Linked DNA regions of Mus musculus: regions 1 and 2 are each linked to region 3. The links are chromatin contacts, called in public HiChIP or PLAC-seq maps. All regions are on one chromosome and are shown on one strand. The core of a region is the stretch at or near the end of the contact, and the rest is flanking DNA. Distances in the headings are between cores, read along the strand shown. Region 1 overlaps Igf2bp2 (insulin-like growth factor 2 mRNA binding protein 2). Region 2 holds the start of Liph (lipase, member H). Region 3 overlaps Tbccd1 (TBCC domain containing 1).

The links. HiChIP or PLAC-seq counts read pairs in DNA pulled down with a chosen protein or histone mark.
Region 1: an H3K27ac HiChIP or PLAC-seq map of the NIH/3T3 cell line shows a contact between it and region 3, with 5 times the contacts expected there. The contact joins two enhancer-like sites. A contact is called at or near these places in 3 of 115 datasets of contacts at active chromatin or transcription factors (the NIH/3T3 cell line, astrocytes and pancreatic cancer cells).
Region 2: a contact with region 3 is called in a FOXA1 HiChIP or PLAC-seq map of pancreatic cancer cells. The contact joins the promoter of Liph here to the enhancer-like site in region 3. A contact is called at or near these places in 3 of 39 promoter capture datasets (the 3T3-L1 cell line and hippocampal neurons), 1 of 115 datasets of contacts at active chromatin or transcription factors (pancreatic cancer cells) and 1 of 9 other capture datasets (adipose tissue).

What each region holds. Positions count from the first base shown.
Region 1 is chr16:22,107,027-22,110,047 of GRCm38.p6, reverse strand. The region is part of intron 2 of Igf2bp2 (insulin-like growth factor 2 mRNA binding protein 2); the gene reads left to right. Among named protein-coding and RNA genes, the nearest start is that of Igf2bp2, 55 kb to the left of the region's middle. Within about 2 kb of position 1,702, at least 68 of the 459 cell types and tissues checked have an H3K27ac peak or open chromatin away from gene starts, as enhancers often do. A contact at or near this core is called in the NIH/3T3 cell line and pancreatic cancer cells, where this site is marked.
Region 2 is chr16:21,994,011-21,997,109 of GRCm38.p6, reverse strand. Liph (lipase, member H) reads left to right here and starts at 1,568. Exons shown (of 10, transcript NM_001083894.1): 1 at 1,568-1,789. The coding sequence starts at 1,741.
Region 3 is chr16:22,837,639-22,840,613 of GRCm38.p6, reverse strand. The region is part of intron 2 of Tbccd1 (TBCC domain containing 1); the gene reads left to right. Among named protein-coding and RNA genes, the nearest start is that of Tbccd1, 19 kb to the left of the region's middle. Within about 2 kb of position 1,258, at least 60 of the 459 cell types and tissues checked have an H3K27ac peak or open chromatin away from gene starts, as enhancers often do. A contact at or near this core is called in the NIH/3T3 cell line and pancreatic cancer cells, where this site is marked.

The sequences.
Region 1 (3,021 bases), core at 453-2,952, 730 kb after region 3:
TCTATCGAGATGCACGCTGAGGGTGCAGAGCACAGGCGTCTCAGTAAACCTAGGTTACTTTATTAAGAAGTAGAATTTTTATTTTTTTTTATTTTTATTTATTTATTTATTTTTTGCTGGATGAAAAGTTTAGTACCCTGCGTTTGATGAAAAGATGGAAACTGATCCCATCTCTTAGAAACAGTGACTGGCAGCCTGCAGCCTGCAGAGCACAGCTTCCTCCCTCCTCACTGCCTTCTCTCACTTCTTACAGTGGGAAGTTACTACCTTTTACTCAACCCCTACACACACACACACACACACACAAGAGAGAGAGAGAGAGAGAGAGAGAGAGAGAGAGAGAGAGAGAGAGAGAGAGAGAGAGAGAGAGAGAGAGGTCTTTCCCCTCCCCATAAACAGGATTCCTGGAGAAACCTTCATTCTTTGCTGTCTCTTATTTCAATGGAAGCAGTGGGGCAGGCTACAGATTCCTCTCTTTAGAATAGTTCCTCTTATCAGGACATCAGAAACTCCCAATTTAACTGCTGTTATAATTTAGTGTATCTCCTCCCATATTTTTGTTTGTTTTAATTACACTATTAAGGCATGCACATGTTCATGCATGGTGTTGTAGACTTTTATGTCAACACTTGGAGTTGATCACGGATTTGAGCTACCCTTGGACTCCTGACCTCTTGGGAAACCGCACTACCTAGAGTGTTTCCTTCAGGGTAAGGGCGTGCATTGGTTACAGAAAGATGTTGACAGATCAGAAGGAATTTAAAGAGGAGCTGGCACTGTTGGAAAGTATAGCCAAAGGGCACTGAAAGAGATGTTTGATGGCCGTTAAGAATGAATGTGAAGGGGGCTGGTGAGACAGATGGCTCAGTGGGTAAAAGCACTGACTGCTCTTCTGAAGGTCCTGAGTTCAAATACCAGCAATCACATGGTGGCTCACAACCACCTGTAATAAGATATGATGCTCTCTTCTGGGGTGTCTGAAGACAGCTACAGTGTACTTACCCATAACAATAAATAAATCTTTGGACCGGAGGGAGCAGAGATCCTGAGTTCAATTCCCTGCAACCGCATATGGCTCACAACCATCTGTACAGCTACAGTGTACTCATATACATAAAATAAGTAAATAAATCTTAAAAAAATGAATGTGAAGGACACAAGCACCACATCTTTGCAGTTATCAAAACAGGAATTAAAAATGAATGCTGCACATGAAAATGCTATAACATAACCCAAGACTTCACGCACTAACCTAAAATACTAATTAAAAAAAAATCATGTATGTCTGAGAGTTTTGTTGGCTGCTGGCAGAAGTCAGAAAACGGCATTGGATCCCCTAGAACTGGAGTTAGCTGTGGGCTGCTGTGTGGGTGCTGGGAACTGAACCCAGGTCCTCTACAAGAGGCGACCAGTGCTTTTAACCACCAAGCCAACTAAAACTTAGCTCCTAAAATTAATTTTTAAAAACCTCTAAAAGAAAAAACAGTGTTCAATGTAAAAAAAAAATCATCTTATTTTTATGGTAAAATTTATTAGCTTGAGAATTAAAGTCCTAAAGGAAGTGGGAAAAGCTGTGTAGGAGCCGCTCTGAGCTGCTGAGGGCTCTTGTAGTTCTAATTTTGAAGGCTGAGGTCATGCCTGCTCTTCCCAGCATGGATTTGTCACCTAGTTCTGATTACACAGTTTTGCATATCAGGGTCAGAAGGTGGAGTCTGGTTGCAGTTGGGGGGAAGCCAGGCTGACTCAGCACGATGTCACAGAGAATGTCATGAGCATTTGGGTGTTTTAATTCTATCAGCGTCTCTCTCATGGTGCCCCCTGCTGGGATCTCAGATTATAAACAAGATAGGAGTGTAGCGATAGATAAACTGCCACACTTGGTGAAGTGCAGCAGTAGGTTGCTTACGCAGTTCAGTTGCCCTTGAATCGTCCCTGCATGGGTATGGAACAATCTTGTACATACTGCCAGCGGAGGGGACAGACACCAGGGCTGACACATAAAACCTTAGGTTAAAGCTGCCAAGAGAAGAGCATACAGGATCAGAGCCTTGGCTCTGGCAGCCTTATTAAGCCAGCTTTAGCCACCCAACCACCTCTATAGGCCAATTAAACAAATAATTATGAAAAGTAGAAAAAGAGGTTTATTCAGTGTGGCCACATTAGGAGGAAGAACAGAGATCCAGAGAGAGAACTCTCCCTCCGGCCATCTCCCTGTCCTAACATGCAATTTAGGTTTAAATAGCAGGCAGGAGGCATGAATGAATAACTATCAGTCCTAGGAAAGGCGTGACCCACCCCATCGCTGCAGTTAGAGCACCAGTCTGTCAGACTGAAATCAGCTCACCCTGTGGCTGGAACCAGAGTCCGAGTCTTTGCATTTCCTAGCATGGGACTCCTGGGAACCCCGATGTCTTGGGTCTATTGTGACAACAGTCTTATAGCCAGGGACAGGAGGCAGAAGTGTCTTGTAGGATACCTTTATTCCTGCCTGGACAATTGCACGGTCACCTTGGCATTGTCTCTGCTTTGTGGCAGTCAGGCAAGGGAGGTACCCATCAACTCAGCAGAAACCTGAAGGGCATGTGGTACCTGTCGGGAGGGAGCCATCGGGAGCCCACTGCTGCTCTTGGAAGGAACTTAGCTGGCATGCCAGTCCTAATGAGGACTGTTCTGGATCCAACCAGATGTGGGGGCAACCTACTTTATAATCTGGTTATTTTGATCTAACAACAGTATTTTAATAGGTGACCTGAGGGTCCACTGAGTAAAACTTCTGGGTGCGAGCAAGCCAGCTAGTTTTCAGAGGAGTCTTTTTGGTGTGAGCAGTGTAGTGTGGTCAGGGTGGAGTTAAGGATGTGTGTGCCCGTGGCTTAGATTCATCTGTTCCCACACTGTTCACCTCTAGTGCTTCCTTAGTCACTCACTTTTTGAGTGTCAATTTGGGGACATGTTTGGAATCTGGTGATGACCATGGAGGTAGACCTGGGGATGAAGCAGGTTTCTGAGACTTACAGCTCCGAA
Region 2 (3,099 bases), core at 319-2,818, 840 kb after region 3:
CAACAAATACTTATCAGGTGGGTACACTGACCCAGCAGGGAGCGGCACATTCCAGGGCAGGTTCATTAAAGAGACAGAACAACTCTCTGTCCTCCAGAGCCCTTGTTTTCAAAGGAGCAAGGCTTAGAGCAAGTGCAAAGCAGAAAAGCGGGTTGAGTTGGGTTTCCTGTTTACAGTTCCTTAATTCATTTCCCGACAGGACAGAAAAGCAAAGCCCACTACAGTTCTCAAAAGGTCTAGGAGGCCCTCATTCCTCAAGTTCCTCCTGAAGCCCCCTTCTCAGGTTTTCTTTGTTTTGTTTTGGTTTGGTTTTTCAAGACACCGGGTTTCTCTCTATAGCCCTGGCTGTCCTGGAACTCACTTTGTAGACCAGGCTGGCCTCCCACCACTGCCCGGCTCCCCTTCTCTGTTCTATAGCAAGTCTTCAGAGGGGTGGGGACAGTGTCAGCTGTGTGACCTGGAAGATAGTACCTGGAGTTAGCAAGAGGCAGGAGCAATTACTTTGGCAGCAGGCATAGTGTTGAAGACTTGAGCTCACATACCTCATTTAGTCTGCATAACCCCGTGAGTCAAGAGATCTTATCTTCATTTCATGATTGAGAAAGTTGAGACACACAGAACATAAATGTTTTATTTATTGAGGCCACATACCTCTGTCAAGAAGCACTTGACACAGGCACCTCGACAATGCTAAATGACTAATGGCTTATGCCTGATGTTTGAGTGAAAATGTGGGGTTTTTTTGTTGTTAGGTTTTGTCCTTACTATTTTTAAGGTTTTCAAATACCCAGAAACTTATGATTAGGGGAATTTTCACTACAAAGAGGGTTACATCACTTTGCAGTGTATCCTGTCATTAGTGACCTGCCTTTCCATCTAGGCTAGGTACACTCTTTACTGCCAAAGTACCCTCACCCACAATAACCTCACAGAGCAGAAGGATTGGTTACTTCTAGTGTAGGCCTTAGAAAGGTTGGAAAGATGTAGATGTGTTCTTCCCCTTTAAGACGACAACTGGATGGGTGAGATTGCACAGCGGGTAAAGGTGCTTGTCCCCAGGCCTGACCCCAAGACTATGCAACGGAAGGACAGGGACTGCAACCCACACTCACCTGCCACACTCAGTAAATAAAATGCAAAAATAAAAACTCAGTTATGAGGGAGACCAGGACTCTGGATGAGAAGTAAGCAAGCTAAGTACAACTCTGAAGCATAGAGAGATTCGTAAATTAGGCTGTATAGCTGAACTCAATGAAATGTTTTTAATAAAAGTCTAAAGACAGCTCTGTGGAGACCTTGGAGTTAACATGAACGTGGCTTTGTATACATAGTGGCGATAGGAGAATACTGACCCGGATTTGTCATCCGGGATTCATTCATAAAGGAAAAGGATTCCAAATGAGGTTGATTTCAACACACCAAGCCAAACAGCTAGGAAACCGCCCACGAAGAAGGAAACCTTTTACTCGGCATCCTTCAAATGCAAATGACACATTAACATATGCACCAATTGTGCAAGCAGAAAGTCCCAGACCTTTTATTGCAAAGAGGAGGAGCCAAAGATCCTGACAGGACTAACAGGGCCACAGAGCCTCCCTCGGGGACTTCCTGTTGTCACGGACTCACTCGCTTCGAGAAAGCCAGACTTCAGGGTGGGACGCGGGAACGCGGGAACGCCAGGCTCTGTGCGGAGTGCGACACGTCCTCGTGTTTGGGGCACATGATCTCTTGAGGTTCCCTATGCTGAGGCTATGTTTTTTCATCAGTTTCATGTGCTTGGTGAAATCAGGTAGGTCATTTAGCCAATGTCTTTAAGAAGTATTAGTGGACGTCAAAGTTCTATGTGAGCATATTTGAGGCCAGGAGCTATGGGTAAAATGAGCTTCCTTATGGTGATTTTTTTTTTTCCCTCTCAACCATAGATCAAACCCTTATCTCTTGAGTTAACTTGAAAAGGCTAAGGGTAGTATTAATTTTTTCTTAGTTAAATTGTGTCTTCTGACCTACATAAAATTAAATAACTTATTTTTTGAAACTGTAAAAATTTATTTTGTGATGTTTACGTAGAGAAGTCTCTCTCTCTCTCTCTCTCTCTCTCTCTCTCTCTCTTTCTCTCTCTCCCTCTTTTTTTGTTTTTTCGAGACAGGGTTTCTCTGTGTAGCCTTGGCTGTCCTGGAACTCACTCTGTAGACCAGGCTGGCCTCGAACTCATTTTCTCTTTTTTTGTTTTATATTTTTTTGCAATGGTAAATTTGTATACTTTCGTGTATTTATTTAGGTGTATTTAAACCACTGTTACAAAAATAATAATTTCATATAAATAAATTCCTTATAATAGTATGTGATATATTTATATCTTAAAAATTATTAATTGCCAGGCCATGGATGTAGTTCAGTCATAGAATATATGCCTAGTATGTATAACATTCTGGGTTCAATTTCTAATACAAGGAAAGATAATAAAATCAAAATGAAAATATGAATCTCCGTGTTGAGATAGCAAACCTGAAGGGAAATGTACTTCTCAGTCCTTCCTGGAACCCACTTCCGTCTCACACAAAGCTTGTGACTGTGAATTCTGACATAAGTTGTATTTGTTTAAGACAGGGTTTCTCTGTGTAGCCCTGGCTGCCCAGAACTTACAGTGTAAACCAGGCCAGTCTTGAACTCACTGGGGTAAAGGTGTTCACCACTACACCCAGCCTTGAAATAACTGTTTAAAGGGCAGGGGGCAGATATCAGACCTGCAGACCACTCATGCTCCACAGCTTCTAAAAATGGCACACGCTGTTTGCTCTACGGAAGTAACCTTAGGTGGAGGCAGCGCAGATGGTGCTAGGTCCTTTTAAACCTATGGCCTTAACACACTACTGAGTTATGTTCCCAACTGCAAGAATAACGCAAACAAACAAACAAACAAACAAACTGGAAACCTTAAATGCAGACTAGATATGGTAGAAATGTCTCTACTCCAGGACTGGGTAAGGTTTCAGATATCAAACTGTTTTCCATTACATTTGTTAACTTATTTCATATGTTTGGGCACACAAGCCACAGGGCACATGTGGAGGTCAGAGTGCAGCATGTAGGAGCTGGTTT
Region 3 (2,975 bases), core at 9-2,508:
CCTCTATGACTCTGCTAGGCTCAGCTCATACTCCAGCTCTCAGCTTAGAGTCTCATGACTGCAGCTTTCCCAGACTGACACTGTAGACTGGTAGTTCCCAGTTCCAGAGTCCTGGCGGATGTCCCATTATTTCTGTTCAGGGTCTGTTGGCAGTGGATAGTGGATAACAGGACCCCTTCTGTTTTATTCTCAAATCTGTGTGGAAACTGCTGTGTCTCCCTAGCCCTAATGTTACACGTGCCTCCAGCATACATTACACTAAATGCTGGTGATTACTCATCTGGATCAGTTCATCAGCTGTACCTGGGCCTGCTTGACATAGCTAAGGTGGCTAAAGTGTGTTCTTCTGGAAAGCAGGGAGCAGTGTGTGAGAGCTTACAGAGAGTGCTCGGAGCCTGTTCCCGAGACAGACAGTTCTGTCTGAAGGCCCTGAGCCTGTGGTGGAGAGGTAGCTCTGCAGACCTCTGAGGTGCCCTCCAAGTCCCTTTCCTCTTGTCCCCGTGCTTCTGGCCTCACTTTATCCATGCTGATCCCTCCTGGATGCACCTCTCCGTGGCACTTCTTTGCTCCTTTCCTGGAGGAGCTGTAAATCTTTCAAATCCTTTTGCGTTGTTTCCTTTTACATTGAGAAATTCTATTTTTAGATGGTGCTTCTAAAGCCTTCTTTCTGCAGTTCAGATGTAACCCAGGGGCAGCTTGGCAGCTTTGCTGTTTCAGTACTTTCTCTGCCAAGCACCCCAGTTTGTCACTTTTGAATTCTGCCTTCTATAAATCTCTAGGTGGGTATGGGCACAACCCTCTTGCAAGAGCTAACTCAAAGAATCCTGGAAGAACTGCATCTCTTCTGAAGGCAGTACTCAGCAAGACCTAGAGACCTCCCACTAGGGCCCACAGACCTCTCACAGATCCACTGTCTCCTCACATTGCCACGCTGGGCATCCAACTTCAACTCATGACTCACTCACCCAAACCACAGAGACCAGCACCTCTGCCATCATCGACTCCATAGCTAGTAGGAATGACTGGTATGCAAAAAGGTCAGAATACAAGTTCAGAAAAGGGCTTGAGGGTTTTTCATTCTTATGATAGAAATGACTTCACAGAGTATATTAATTATTTATAGTACATTAATTATAGCAACAGCGGCTTAGGCTGATAACTGTTTATTATTTGATCAACAGTCCTACACAGCTGCACTTGATAGGATGAATCTCTGGGCTCTTGTGTGAGCAGTGACTCAAGAAACCACATTTCTGTATTTTGGAGCTACTTAGTGTTAAATGGCTTTGCTGGGTGGGGGAAGGAAACATTGAAATGTAGAGGCTACATAATGTAACAACAGTTTATTGTTCATTTTACACAGAGGCTACACTTGAGCCATAGCTCTCCTCCAGGGTGTGCTTGACAAAGTCTACATCTTCTCCTGTGGGAAGAAATAGCTTCTTTGTAGATCATGCCTATTCTTGTCACAGCTGGGAAGAGCTGCAGATTGGAGGGAACCGGTGTCTTCTCCTCCCATGATGAGCTTGAGAGCAGGTCTTTACGCCGAAGCCATCACCATGGTAACGGCCACAGGTCCATCTGTCACCTTCCTAAATTTCTCCAGCATGCATTATTATTTTACTTGTGTATATATTAAGAGCACATGCATTCTAACTTTTTAGAAAACTTTATATTGCAGTATTGTTAGCTAGAGGCGTGGTACCCACCTCTGTAGTACAGACCCACAGAACTAAATTACCTTGTACGACTGAGGCTTTGTAAGCTTTGACATTGCCTGTTTTCCCTGCCTTCCAGCATTTGATGGTCACTGTTCCCTGTGCTTTTGTGCACTTACTGTGGTTGGACCATAGTTGGAACATGGTCTCCCACGATATCCCGTGTTGGGTTTTAATGCTCATCATGACAGATTGAGAGGACACAGGCTTAGTCTGAGCAAGGTCTCATGGCACAGGTGTAATCCGAGCTGCCAAACAGGCAGGAGGATCATAGGCTCAGGGCAACTGTGCTACAGAGGGAGTTTACGTCCAGCCTAAACAACTTGGCCTCAAAATAATACATAAATAAATAAATAAAATGCATGTATATTATCTATAAAAGATCCTAGTGACTCCACCAAACACTTTCAGAAAAGAAGCAGAATACAAGAAAAAAACATTCAAAAATCAGTAGTTTTTCTATTTTCTAAGATTGAACTTGCTGAGAAAGAAAGAAGAAAGCAATCAGCCAGCCTTGGAGTAAGCATAATCAAGGAGGTGAAAGGCCTCTACACTTTAACACTGAAAGAGGGGATTGAAGAAGACACAGAAAAGAAAAATGGCACCAACCCTCACAGATCAACAGAAGTAATATATATATGTAAATAAAATGGCAATATTACCAAAAGTGATCTACAGGCTTCACACAATTCAAAGTTTTGATGAAATTCTTTGCAATATGAGGGAAAATTATCTTAGAATTCATATAGAGGCACAAATGACCCTGAATAGCCAAAGCAGCTCTATGGAGAAAGAGCAAGGCTGGAGATACCACAATACCTGATCTTAAGTTGTAGTATGGAACCATAGTAACAAAAACAAGCATGTAGACTTACAGACTAGAGGACCCAGAGAAAAACGCAAGCACAGCTACAGCCATCTCATCTTTAACAGACACATGAAAAACACATTGGAGAGGTACTGTCATCTTCAGTAAGTGGTGCTGGGAAAAGTGGATATCCATAAACCAGACCCTCTGCCCTTGGAACAAAACTAACCAAAAATGTACCAGAGACCTGAAACTCTAAAACTGTTAAAGGAGAAAGCATATGATGCAGACGTAGCCAGGATTTGCTGGAGAGGACTCTGGGAGCCTGACAGGGCATAAGCTAAGAGTTGCTAATGGGGGCTGTGTGAGATTTCAAACTGCACAGTGAAAGGAGATTTCAGAGGAGTGAGCAGACATCTCAGAATGAGAAAAATGCAGACCATGCATCT